3 separate regions of the Gossypium hirsutum genome follow, and all the other regions are linked to region 1. The links are chromatin contacts, called in public Hi-C maps. All regions are on one chromosome and are shown on one strand. The core of a region is the stretch at or near the end of the contact, and the rest is flanking DNA. Distances in the headings are between cores, read along the strand shown.

Region 1 (4,569 bases), core at 892-3,391:
GATACTTTATACCATGCTGATTGCCAAAATCATCTGAAGCTTTGTAATAGGAGGGGCTTGAATCCTCCTATTTAAAAATAGACCATTACAGCATTGTCGGGAGAGGTATCACAAATCCCAAAAGGATTAGTCTTCATGGACAAGGAAAATACCTTGGTTATACCCAAACAAAAAGACACTATTACAGAGCATGTAAAAGTTACATGCAACTTACAAGAAAAGTGATATCTAGCATCAGCTCAAGAGAAAAATAAATAAATAAAGAAGGGGAGGCATTGCCATGCATGATCATGAATCAATTATGATCATCATTCATCAAGGAAAAACAACCATCTAAACAGCTTCAAATGTTTGGCCTATACTTGTTGCCCAGATCTTTTGCTTAACTGAGCAAGAAAAAGAAAAAGGCAAAAAGAGATTAGATGACTGAAAATGCGTATAAGATCATGATTTTCAAACTTGAGACTTTACCTGCATCTCTCTAGCCATTGAAGGTAGCCACCTCTCTCCCCTAATCCTTTTCAGTTCCGCGATCCTGGCTTCCTCTCTCTTTGCTTTTTCTTTGGCTGTTGCTTCTTTAGCTTCCAATCTAGCTAACGATCTCTGGCTTGCATATCTTGCTGCAGCCAATATATCTTTTCCATCAACAGCTATGGACAATAGTTGTCGTCTGAACTGCATACCACCATGTAGCCAAATATAAATTAAGAGGAATAATCCAAAGTAAAAAGGGGGAAAAAAGAGTTAACAGAAACAAAAGAGATCCAGACAACAAGCGGACCTCTTTTGAGTTCTCATCAATCCCTCTTCTGGGAAGAAGTTTTGGTTTCTTTTGGGGTCCTTGAATTTCATCTGACAGCAAACAAATAACTCTCAGACCTCAAATACCATAACGTAGATAACCCTTCCGAGAGCTAGCTCAGAAGATAAGAGCAAATGCACAAACACATTGCAATATCAACACCAATCTGGTATCCTGTAATAACAGTTCAAATTTATTCAAAAGCAATAGGTAGAATCCCTTTGAAAAGTTTCATTAGTAACCTAAATAGGCTGCCATTTTTTCCCATTCACTAAACTCTGAATCTAGAACCAATCATTTGAGACAAATGTAGTAGCAAAAGAGACAAGAAAAGGTTGAACAATGCAGACTGTAAAAACATTTCTCTAATTGCAGCAAGAGATGAAAATAAGGGAAAGACGTACTCACCTAAGTGGTCAAATACTATCCCAGGAGTAGAATTTTTAAATAAACGAACTCCACTTTCATTTACCACGCTATCATCATCTGGGACATTACAGGCATCCTTCACTATCACTAAGTGCTTCTCTAACATGTTATCCAAAAGCTTTTGTGCCTGCTTATGACTTTGTGAGTTAGCAAACAAAACAAAATAGCTCAAGTGTTCAAACCGAATACTATTGCAATTGAATGAATACATACATATATATGATTTAAACATTATGAATTGAAAATTACTAAAATTGAGTCCTTTTAAGTCGTAGAACTGATCTGAAATAACCTCCATTAAAGTTCCTTCGAAGAAAATTAAACTTTCCGGCAGTGCACTCAAAATTGATGCCAAATTATGGTGAAAAAAATGAGTCTTATGGAAACTATCAATCCAATAAGCATGATTCAACACTCGGCATGGAATCTAAGAGTTCATATTTTTTTGAAGTAGATATTAATCCAATTATTTGCAAAATTACCCAGATAAGCTAATGCTAAAATAACAAAGATAGAAACATTTGGGAACCTTGAGTTGGTAGTTTTTAAGCTTCTGGGGTTGCTTTCTCTGATTTATTTCATCAGATTTATCAACATAATCATCTGTATCTGGGGTTGGATTTGAAACGAGGTTGTTTCTTGTTGTTTGTGTTGTTACAGTGGAGCTGTTGGAACCGTTAGCAGTGAAAGTGGCGGTAGTGGTTGCAGCTATAGATTGAATGGCAGCTTTCCACTCGGCGTCCCCGTCTTCTTCGCCGCTGCTGCTGCCGCCGCCGCTACGGGTTGGTCTTGCCATTGCTAAACCCACAATTATCACCGTTGGAATATAAACCCTGTGGGATAAATAATTGGGACTCTTTTAGGCTTGCTTTGTTCTATCCATGCAGGCCAAACCTGGCTTAAATATTTTATAAAATGGGCCTAAGAATTAATCTAAATTTTTTAGAATTTTAATGATAAGAATCATTTGACTTTAAGTTAGATGTTTCAATGGATCTAATTTTACTTTCGAATTGCCATGACCAAATCATTTGAATTTAATTTTGTTGCCCACTTTGGTTACATTCCACTCTGAAAATGCTATTTAGTTTATTTGAATTAAAAGTTAAATTAAATTATTTAGTTCAATTCTTATAATAATTTATTCTCATATTGCTTAATAAACTTAAAACTTAAGTCATATTATCTAAAATTAAGATCCAAATATAACAAGATGGTTTGTGGGTTCTATGCTTAGAAAAAAAACTGTTTAAAAAATATAAATTCTAAATTGTGAAATTGGTTTTTAATTTAATATTAACAAAAAGACTTAGATTTTAAATTTTAAAAGTAAAATAAATTAATTTTTAAAATAAAAATAGAGAGAGTTAAAAATCAATTTTAGGTTTCAATTCTGCTAGTTATTCAATCAAAACCCAATTTTATCATTAAAAATTGTACTGATTTTGCCAACAACATTTACATATTACACGTAATTGTAAAGCTTGATCTTTTCCCCTCTTTCTTTTCAGAGATAAAAAAAATATTAAGCTTTCAAAGTCGACTAAATTAGGCGTAAGAGCCGCTTTTTTTTTTTTTTAATTAGCTCTTTAGGCTGTTTTTTATTTAGCGAAATAGAATGTTTTAAAGTTGACTCTCCCTTTCTCTCTCCTAAAAACTCTAATTATTTTTAATATTTTAAGGCTAGGGTTAGGGCTTGGTGTATATTTTAAGGTTTATGGTTTTTTGAAAAGTTTTATGGTTTAGGGTTAAAACTACGAAAGTTTATAGGTAGATTTAAGGGTTTAGAGATGTAATAAAGCGCCTCAGAACACATATGTCATAGCTGGATAAGGCCATCACCTCAAAAACTCATCGTGGAGAAATTTGGTTTTGAAGTAATAATGCTTGATACGATCAGGGGTCGAAGTTTAAGTGGAGGTCCCAGTCGACGACCTCGATGCGGTCAAGGGTTCGAGTATAACCGGGGGGCAAGGTGACAATCGTTATGCAATCAGGTGTTCAAGCTTTTTGGATACACACAAACAATGCTCTATATATACCATACATAAGATTGAGACCATAATCATACGAAAAAACTCTGGGAACTTTTAGTGTAATCAACATAATTTTTTTCTCTATTTTCAAGCAGCCAGTATCTTTGACCTTTCATTCTTATCCGAAAGCTGACACCGAGGTGGACACAAGAGGACTCTCAGGTGGAGAGCAGATGTTCCGACATAGTAGAGGTCAAACTTGGGTCGGCGCAGCGCTACAGTGGATGTAGTTATTAATGGTTTGTTTAATAACAACAACAATCATCGCCCTAAAAAGAGCATCACATTTCCTTCACCACAATAGTTGCTCCTCGCTTGAGAGTCTTCTTGTGTCCACAATTGCGTCGACCTTTGAATAAGAAGGAAGGTTAAATGTACTAATTACTTGGAAATGGAGAAAAACGGTAGTTGCCACCAGACTCACAACTATAGTAGGAGCAGGCAACCACCAATCGACATCATATTTGGTACTATGGCTCGACACATCTCCCAGTATAACGTAGATAAGACGACAGATCCCCAACTTGGTTTTTCACATTCATTGAAGTCCACTAGATGTAGTAGTCACCTTATGTGCATCAAATTTCGAGATTTTTCGGGCATTAAAATGCCCCTGATTAACCTCATGATAAATGCTCAAGTGTATTGTTCTATGACCTCCTTTGTTGGGTCTTCAAGGAGCTCGTCAAAATTATCCTTCAACTAGTTGATCGATATCCGACCACATTCGAACTTGTCCGGGATCTTCCCCAACAGTGCTCTACAGATGTCCATTTTACTCAGAACAACTGTTGATCCCATGATGACTGACTCATCTATCGGTAGACCGAGTTGTAGCGCTACGTCTTTGAGTGTGATTGTACACTTGCCGCATGAAAGGTGGAAAATGTGTGTTTCGAGCCTCTATTTTTTCACCAACATGTTGATTAGTCTAAGATCGAGTTTGCAGCCCTTGGTCATGCGAGACGTATGCAAGAATCCAGCCTCTTACAAGTGGCCACGAATTTCAGGGATCGTAGGCTTTCCCATATTATGAATGAAGCCCTCCAGAACACGATCATCCGCCTATTTGCACAAGAAAAAAATTTAAAGTAAAAAATCAATTAATTTTAACATAATTGAAAATAAAGAAATTTAAAATTTCGTCTTACCATTATTGTTTGGGCAACGAAAATATGCTTGTCGTCAAAGAGCATGAGAGAGGTGGCCATTTGTGAGAAATCAATTTGAATGAATAAAACACGAGATAATTAAAAAAAAATTTAAATGAAAATATCAAAAAATTTAAAATGAGAGAGTTGA
Region 2 (4,569 bases), core at 658-3,157, 230 kb after region 1:
ATATTTTTAAAAAATAAAAGTATTTCTTAAAAATTAGAAATTTTAAAATTAAATATTTTTAAAACAATTTTAATTTTTTTTTCAAATTTACATAAAAATACGTTATAATTTATTAAATAAATATTGTAAATAAAAATTGGATTTAAAACTTGTAAAATTTGGAGCACACGCAGACGCAGAGGATAAAAAAAAGGGTAAATTACACCAACAGTTACTCAACTTTAGGGTAGCTGACAAAACAGTCAAGTTTCAATTCAGTCACTGAACTTTCAAAAAATAACAAAACGGTCATACTAACTGTTTTTCGTTATGTCTGTAATGGTGCTATCCTTTTCCGTTATTCACTTAACAGAAAGGCCATTTTCCATCCCCCTCCTTCTTCCGCAGCATCCATCCCCTATCACAAACCCCTTCATTTTTTTGCAGACCTCCCCACCATTGCCCTCTCCCTCTCTTCCCCCTATTCCTTCTTCACCATTATTCCCAAGGAAAATGAACCCCAAGAAGACAGCAAGAGTGTGGCCACAAAGACCGAACCTTTATGCCATATGCATCATGCTTGCACGCTGAATGTTACCACATTTCCAAATAAAGCCTGAAATGAAATTGGTCTCAATTACAAAGCTTCGATTTGCCTAAATGACAAAGCTAACATGGGGAGTTGCAGTTTGCTTACTGAGTAGATCACAGAAATAAGCTCGATATCAAGACTCAACATCCAAGCGTTTGGGTCTCTTTCAAAATCAAAGTAACCAATGCAGATTGAATGGACCCAAAGAGGCAATAGAAGGAAACCAACATTATCTCTAATGGATACCCTTTCAGAACTGCAGCCTTCAAATTTAGTAGGGAAAGTATCAATTTGAAGTAGCCAAGCATCGTGGATTATGAAATAGCATATTAAATTACCTGACCAATGATTTTTGTTGAAAGTGACAAAGAGGCAGTAGCGATGAAGAGGCCACCAATGAGCCAATTGTTAGATGTTGTTAACATGGTAGAAAGAGATCGGTGTAAATGCGGTTGAATTCATGGAGAAAGTATTGGCATAGTAGCAAATATTAAAGACAGCTAATTATGCCTTATACTACAAAAATAAATGGCATAGCAGTAGAGACGAACCTGAAGATAACAGCAAGCAAGAAAGTGAAAGCTGGGATTAAGTTGGCTAGAGCAGAAGCAAGGGTTGGAGAGCTGTATCTTACACCAATGATTACACAGTTTTGCATCAAAGTGATCCTGCAAAAAGCCCAGTTTTATAACCCAATTTTTTCACCAATAAAGGAATTATTGAACTATTTTTAGATTTAATTACATATCCAGCAATGCTTAAACAGAAAATTTTGCACAAAAAAGATAAAGTAATTGGTGGCTGCTTTTTCTTGCAAAGAAGTCCCAAAATAGAAATAATACCATTAATTGCTCATCCATTGATTTAATTGATAGATAGATGAGAACCTTGTGAAGAAAAAAGCTGCTGGAAGAAGAATGAGAGAAGCCAGAGCATTTGACTAGATGACAAGGACAAAATGGCTCATTCCTTTGGACATGGAAACTTTGTTGAGGGTTAGAGAAATGATGGTGAAGAAGGAATAGAGAGGAGAAGGGGAGAGGGCAATGGTGGGGAAGTCTGCAAAAAAATAAAGGTGCTTGTGATAGGGGGAGGGATGGTGGGGAAGAAGGAGGGGGATGAGAGAGGGATGGAAAATAGCTTTTCTGTTAAGTGAATAACGGAAAATGATAGCACCGTTACAACATAACGGAAAGTGGTTAGTAGTGACCGTTTTATTATTTTTTGAAAGTTCAGTGACTGAATTGAAATTTGAGTGATTGAATTAAAATTTGAGTGACTATTTTGTCAGCTTCTCTAAAGTTATATTTTAAAATTTTGAGATATTTCATGTAGGTGAAATGTTAGAAGGATAATGGTACAAACTCCGGTGGAAGCAATATGGACGCTTCAATAGTCCCATCTCCTAAGCTCCCGCCTCCCCACTTCGAACCTAACACTGAAAACATCAAACGGAGGCTTCTCCGGAAAGGCGTTTACCCTACTCCCAAAATTGTTAGAACTCTCAGGAAAAGGGAAATTCTCAAACATAACCGCAAAACTAAACAACCCCAGCCTGAAACCCCATCCCTCTCCGCTTCCGAACTCCAGTCTTTGGCTGAAGCGTCTCACTTTTTAACCCTAAAACGCGAGTACAGACGCTTCTCGAAAGCTCTCAACCCAAAAGGGAGTGCCAGAGTCCTTCCTTGGCGGGAAAACCATGGGAGAGAATCGAGGGACCCAAACTCCGGGACCTCGTTTCAGAAGACGAAGAGTTCCACGGGGAGAGCTTGAAGAGACAGAACCTTAAAGAACTCAAAGAAATGTTCGAAGAGGATCTCCGTTGGGTCCTGGAGGATGATGTTGACGTGGAAGACGATGATTGTCTGTTACCCACTGAAAAGCAAATGCAGGACTTGGGCCCTTCAAAACGTTGGCGTAACGAGAAAGAAGCAATTCGATTCCTTGTTGACAGGTTTCGGTTTTTTGTGCTTTCATTTTCTTTTATCATCAATTTCCTGTATTTTTCACTTTTTTTTTTCATTATAATTCCAGGTTAAGTGAGAGGGAGATAACGGAAAGGCATTGGAAATTTGTAAGGATAATGAAGCAATCAGGGTTGCAATTTACAGAGTGGCAGTTACTTAGGATTGTTGAAGGACTTGGAAAGAACGGGAAATGGAGGCAGGCAATGGCCATTGTCCAATGGCTGTATGGCAATAAGGAGCGTAAAGATTTCAAAAGCAGGTGATGCTTCTTCCCTTTGCATTCATTTCAATCAATTTGCAAATTTTTTTTATTTAAAATTTGTGATTATTTCTTTTTCGGCTTACCAATGTTAGTTGGAAGTAAAGTAATTAGACAATTAGGTAGTTTGGTGTTGGATATGAGGTCATAAGATTGTACAATATATGAACTTATTGAAGCTTCTTGTAGGTTTGTTTACACAAAACTGTTGTCAGTTCTTGGGAAGGCGAGGCGACCCCAGGAAGCTCTTCAGATTTTCAAGCTGATGCTTGTTAGTATTCACTTTCACTATTTTATTTTATGCAGCGGGTGATCCTTTTGCCTAATTATGATATGCTGGCTCAATACCTAGTCTTGACTTTTTTAGGGAGACTGCCTTATATATCCCGATTTAGCTGCATATCACAGTATTGCTGTTACATTGGGGCAAGCTGGTCTTTTGAAGGAATTGCTGAACATAATCGAGTGCATGAGACAGAAACCTTCTAAAAGAATTAAAAATATGCGACGCAAGAACTGGGATCCAGTGCTTGAACCTGATCTGGTTGTATATAATGCTGTATGTGAGGATTTTTACTTTTGGCATTCTCTGACATCTTTTGGTCCATAAAATAATTCTCTTGCAAAATGCTTCAGGTTCTGAATGCTTGTGTCCCACTGCATCAGTGGAAGGGTGTTTCCTGGGTGTTTGAACAGCTTAGAAAGAGTGGTTTGAGACCTAGTGGAGCGACATATGGGCTTGCAATGGAGGTACTTATAATCCATGATATGTGCACTTGTGCTATGGTTCAGGCATCTTACTTTTGGTCCTAAGCGATAAAAGCAATTGTTTTGTGCCGGCAACATGGTCATTTGAATGCCACTGTGTGTGTTAAGTTCATGTGTTATCTTTTTTGAGTTATTTTTCCTTCTGAAAAATGCTGATTGCCTCAGCTTTCAAAGCTTTAGATGTCAGGCAGTGGTCTAAATGCATTAAAGTGGGAATTGTCTATTTGTTTCCAACGAAGCTTAAATTTTAGAAATGTCCTGTCAAGGACAGTACTCTATCTTTCAGTGTGTTGGCAGAGGAATTTGTTTATCTGCCACTAATATTTTGTGTAATTAGAAGCATGGGAGTCCAGAATCTTAGTTTTTGATTTGTCATACCCACCTTACGACCTTAGTGGAAATATGCTTCATGCTCTGATCGAAGGACTGTATATCTACTGCAAATATTGTTTTTCCTCAAGTTATATTTCTATTCGAGTCTTACAGGAGGTGCTTATTGAAAGGTAATGTTGCAATCTGGGAAGTATGATTTGGTCCATGAGTTTTTTAGAAAAATGAAAAGAAGCGGAGAAGCTCCAAGAGCACTTACTTACAAAGGTAATCAATTTTCTTATCGCTATCTTTAGCACATGTGTTTGTGTTGTGTTTCTGTTGGAAAGATGTTCTCTTTTTCCTGACTCAATAGACTGCTTGATCTGTGGCTTTCCAGTCCTTGTCATAGCTTTTTGGGAGGAAGGAAAGATTAATGAAGCTGTGGAAGCGGTCCAGGATATGGAACGGAGGGGACTAATTGGAACGGCCAGTGTCTACTATGAGCTAGCCTGCTGTCTTTGCAGAAATGGAAGGTGGCAAGATGCTATAATAGAGGTAAACTGTGTTGAATATGGCATAATGGAGCATGCATATTCTTTAGGGGGTACTGGGTAGTGGTCCTCACCTCCATGGTGAGTGAGGAGGGTCGAGTATGAAGAAATCATATTATGGACGTTATTAACTTTACCTTG
Region 3 (4,569 bases), core at 1,394-3,893, 210 kb after region 1:
TTTTCATATCTTTACTTTTTAAGAATATATAGGTTTTCTGATGTCTAACATACCATAATCATAATTCCACTTAATGCACTAAAATGAATATGCATTACTTTGTTAGTAAGCAAGGTACAGGATGTTGTTGAACTTTGGCCTGTAATGCAACAGGAAACTAGTAGCAAACCAGCATGCAGACCAACATCGAAGCTGAACTAGAGAAGCAACATCATTTTGTTTATTTTGTTCATTTGTAACTTGATTTAGTTCCTTTGTAATTTATACTTAAAGTTAGTTGGAGTAGTTGTTGATTTATGTTTGATGTTATAGCTGGTATGTCAGCTACATTTTGTGTGTAATTCTAGCTAAGCTTTAGTCATGTATTAGTGGGAGCAGTTATACATTATATAACTGCCATATTTCATTGTAACATAAATGCTTCTACGCCAATGAAAAAGATCTGATTTTTGGAGATCAAATTCAGTTTTCTTCTTGTTCAAACTACTTTACATTCGTTTTTCTTTTTCTCTTTTAGTTTTTTGCTAAAAAAACCAACACATGTAATCTGGACTACTTATGTATATGGTATGTAAAAACAGCTTTTTCGGAAAATATTTTCAGAAAATCTACCAAACAACAGAAAATATTTTACACAAATTCATCTAAACACTAGAAAAGTAAATCATTTTTCAGAAATTATTTTCTAAAAAATATTTTACTAGAAAACAAACGAAAATATTAATATTAAATATGACATGGACATTTAAAAAAATTAAGATTATGATTCGTTGTAATAATTAAATGTGAATGCTTTAGAAAAAATCTTTTTAATTTTTAAAAACTTATTAATTTAAAAATTAATTAACAAAAATTAAATTAACTTAAAATAAACAATTAAAACAATTAATTGTTATAACCAACCATAACTTTTTCTTATAAGTTCACTGTCGTATTTAATATTAATATTTAATAAATACCAGTCAGTGGCATGTCATCATTTACTTATCAGTCATGTGCCACATCATCCATTTGAATAGTTTCGTTATAATAACTTTACTAATTAGCTTTCGTCTTTAAAATACAATAGCTCTATTCTTTAGTAGAGGGACTTCTTTACTCCCTTATGATAATAAAGGGACTTTTGGGTACTTTCACCTAATTTAAACTATTCAAATGCATAGACAATCAATAACCATTTTACTTAAAAATAATAAAATATTATTATACTAATAGTTTAATTATTGAATTACACTTTATATTAAATCTTAAATTATATTCACATTTATGGATAAATAATATCTTATTATTTTAAATTATTTATTAATTGAAGATAATTTTTTTATTATATTAAAACTAGAAAACATTAGAATAGATAAATTTTAATAAAGTATTATATTACACTTTATATTAAAATAATTAATCATATATTTTAAAATAATAATTGTCACATTAATTAAATAGAGTTTTAATATCTATACTTCTATTTAAGCCCCAGTTAATGTTACAAATTAGCCAGACACCAACTCGATCAAAAAATTTATGAAAATATCTTTTCATAATTAAAATAAGTTATATCATTCAAAGGTATTATAGTCTTTTACTTTTTTAAAAAAATCAATAAAAAAATTCCATGTGTTTGGATTTGAACCTGTATTATTTACATTAATAAAACATTAGCCTTACTACTAAATCGAAACTTTATTTTAATATAATATTTATATTTTAATTGTGTTATATATATTTTATTACCTCTATCAATTATATATCTATACTAACATATTAATTTATTTATAATATATATAAAAATATGAGTTTGAAAAAACTTTGGAATGAATGAAAATACCCTTCATTTTTCATCATACTACAAAATTCACATTTTAAGATAAAAAATTAAAGTAAAATAAAAATGGTAATAATTATACATTTAAAAGAAATTATAATTTAATCAAAATTGTGATAATTGTTATACATTTAAAATTATTATAATTTAATTTAAAATTATTAATTAAAAAATATTATGTTAATTTTAAAATAGAATTAGTACTTAAATATATGAAAAAATTGTTATAATTATAATATAAATTATTAGCTAAAAAAATTTATTATATTAATTTTATTGATGTGAAATAAAATTATTACTTGAATGGAATTTTAATAATCTTAACTATCATTTAATTAATATACTAAAATTAATTATGTTAATTTTTTATATGTATTGTAAGTACGAAATCTCACACACGTACACATGTGTGATAACAATTTTACTATAATTAATTAAGTTAGAATAATTAAACGCATAAATATAATTTAAATAAAATATACATACAAGTTACATTAAAAATTAGTTGAAATAAAATAGTACAACTCTGCCACCTTAATTCTCCTGTACAACTTCTTCTATTAGATCATCTTCAATTAGACGTGAATGCCACTCTCCAATCACCTCCACAAAACGTCTGGACTGTACACCAATGAAATTCGTTCGTGACTGCCACTCGCCAAAATTGAGACCGTTGATTGTTCAATCTATTTCTACCTCCGAACTACTCTCACAGTGTTTTACGGAATCTTTTTCTCCCAATTTGATCCGAATTAAAGAAAATATTGTTTTTGCCTGTTTGACTTAAATTAGATGTAAAAGATCCAATAGAATCTAAACCGTCCATAAATTTCCCAATCACTCACTATCAACGGCTGATATTTTCCTCAAAAATGAAGAATTTCTTTTTCTTTCAACTACTCCTAATCCCACCGTAATCTGGAGAGTCCAATTTGGCTGTTTATTTATTATGGAAAGGAAATAATTCGAAGTAAGGAATTCAGTGAAAATAAATTTAAAATAAAAATAAAAATCAGCAGGCTAGAAGGGAGGGAAGGAAAAGCCAGGGGCTTTGTGAGATCTCTGGCTCCCTCTTCCTGTTTTTCTCTTCGAAAATTTACTGAAAGAAGGCTTCTTCTTTTTTCTTTTTTTCTTTTTTTTGCTTGTGATCTTTTCTAATGGGTTTATTGGAAGCTTTTCTCAATTGGCTTCGAAGGTAGGTTTTTTTTTTTTTTTTTGGTTTGTTGCAATGTCACTCTTTTATTAATTTCTGCTGTTTTGTTTTGTTTTTTTTTTTCTTTTTCTTTTTTAAATTTTAGGTGATGTATTGGATTGGATTGAGAATTATGATTTATATAAAGTTGGGTTTCATCTTTTTAAGCTAAAAAGAAGTAAAATTTTCATCTTTTGTTTGAGAATACAGTAAAATTACTTCTATTGTTAAGAATGTTATATCGAAATTAGTAAATTGATGTGTGGTTCATGAACAAAATGAATAAAAGACAATTGTTTGTTCTTCTTCTTAGAAAAAACAATAATGGTTGACTACATATTTAATGTAATTTTAATGAGTTAATGGTTTATTTTATTTTTTAATTTCTACATTAGAATGGGGGTAGATTGCCATACCATCGCCTCTGCAGATAAGGAAATCTGTGTAAGAAGGAAAATTTTCTAAGACAAGGAAGAGCTTTGTGGATGGTTCAATTCTCTTCTGCTCCACACTTATTTGAGATCTAATTTAAGTTATGAATGCTTTTTGGGTTTCATGTGCTTGGTGGAAAATTAGTTTTGTTTTTACGGAATTCACATACTTTTCAGTCAGTTTTCTGTGACTTTTATTGATATACATGTTTGGAGAATTCTTTAAATGAATGCTAAATTGCTAATTTGTGAGCTTTATCCTTCTAGATTGTTATTTAAGTTGACCTCTGTAGTTCAACTTTCATGGTATGAGGGCTTACTTCTTGTTTTGCAGCCTGTTTTTCAAGCAGGAAATGGAGCTATCTTTGATAGGACTTCAGAATGCTGGAAAAACCTCACTAGTAAATGTTGTTGCAGTAAGTAAATTAAGAAACTCAATGTAAATGTCACCGCAGTACTAAGAGTCCATTGCTAGCAATGTAGTATTGTTTTGCTTTATTCTGTGGCTTGACCTTAAGTTGTCTTGTTGGTTTTTTCTCAGACTGGTGGATATAGTGAAGATATGATCCCAACGGTGAGTCATCTTGTCTAAGAGGATCTGTATTTTCATCATCACATTTTTTCTTCTTTTTAAATATGTGAATTGGTATGATATTACTTTCCAAAGCTTTTATTTTTTTTTTGTCATAGAAGTAAGGTAATTAATGCCTAATGGCTTACATTCAGGTTGGATTCAACATGAGGAAAGTGACTAAAGGAAATGTTACAATAAAGTTATGGGATCTTGGAGGTCAGCCTAGGTTTCGCAGTATGTGGGAACGATATTGCCGTTCAGTTTCTGCAATTGTGTAAGAACTAAGAAGCTTCTTCTTTATTTTCACAGACTTGTTATTTCCAGTAACTCCCTTCTAAATTGCTTTAACAATTTTAGGGCCTGAAAAGGTTTGCCTTTAATGCAAGAAAGGCAAATAACCCAGAATAATAAACCCTCAAGAATAGTCTGAAAACTTGCCCTTGTCCTTCTCAAATCTTGAACAGGATACTATCTTAATTATATGAACTGCATTTACATGTTTCTATATCTATTAGCAAAACAACGAGCATTAGTGCAAGGAGAAAAAATC

Evidence for each region. A called contact is a pair of places that touch in the nucleus more often than the background predicts.
Region 2: a Hi-C map of leaf shows a contact between it and region 1, with 2.0 times the contacts expected there. The contact joins the promoter of LOC107899277 here to the promoter of LOC107899320 in region 1. A contact is called at or near these places in 6 of 34 Hi-C or Micro-C datasets (hypocotyl, leaf, petal and 1 more).
Region 3: a Hi-C map of leaf shows a contact between it and region 1, with 3 times the contacts expected there. The contact joins the promoter of LOC107899298 here to the promoter of LOC107899320 in region 1. A contact is called at or near these places in 5 of 34 Hi-C or Micro-C datasets (all in leaf).

The regions. Positions count from the first base shown.
Region 1 is chrA11:62,334,779-62,339,347 of Gossypium_hirsutum_v2.1, reverse strand. It overlaps LOC107899320, which reads right to left and starts at 2,141. Exons shown (of 6, transcript XM_041081836.1): 1 at 1,761-2,141; 2 at 1,211-1,358; 3 at 782-852; 4 at 472-675; 5 at 1-386. The coding sequence starts at 2,027. The coding sequence ends at 357.
Region 2 is chrA11:62,106,498-62,111,066 of Gossypium_hirsutum_v2.1, reverse strand. It overlaps LOC107899277 (pentatricopeptide repeat-containing protein At5g67570, chloroplastic-like), which reads left to right and starts at 1,907. Exons shown (of 10, transcript XM_016824949.2): 1 at 1,907-2,249; 2 at 2,252-2,525; 3 at 2,606-2,797; 4 at 2,987-3,068; 5 at 3,165-3,356; 6 at 3,434-3,547; 7 at 4,069-4,162; 8 at 4,275-4,432. The coding sequence starts at 1,952. LOC107899286 (a long non-coding RNA gene) reads right to left here and starts at 1,833. Exons shown (of 4, transcript XR_005905090.1): 1 at 1,414-1,833; 2 at 1,123-1,239; 3 at 677-909; 4 at 122-595.
Region 3 is chrA11:62,123,600-62,128,168 of Gossypium_hirsutum_v2.1, reverse strand. LOC107899298 (ADP-ribosylation factor-like protein 8a) reads left to right here and starts at 2,643. Exons shown (of 6, transcript XM_016824975.2): 1 at 2,643-3,017; 2 at 3,780-3,861; 3 at 3,987-4,019; 4 at 4,172-4,293. The coding sequence starts at 2,980.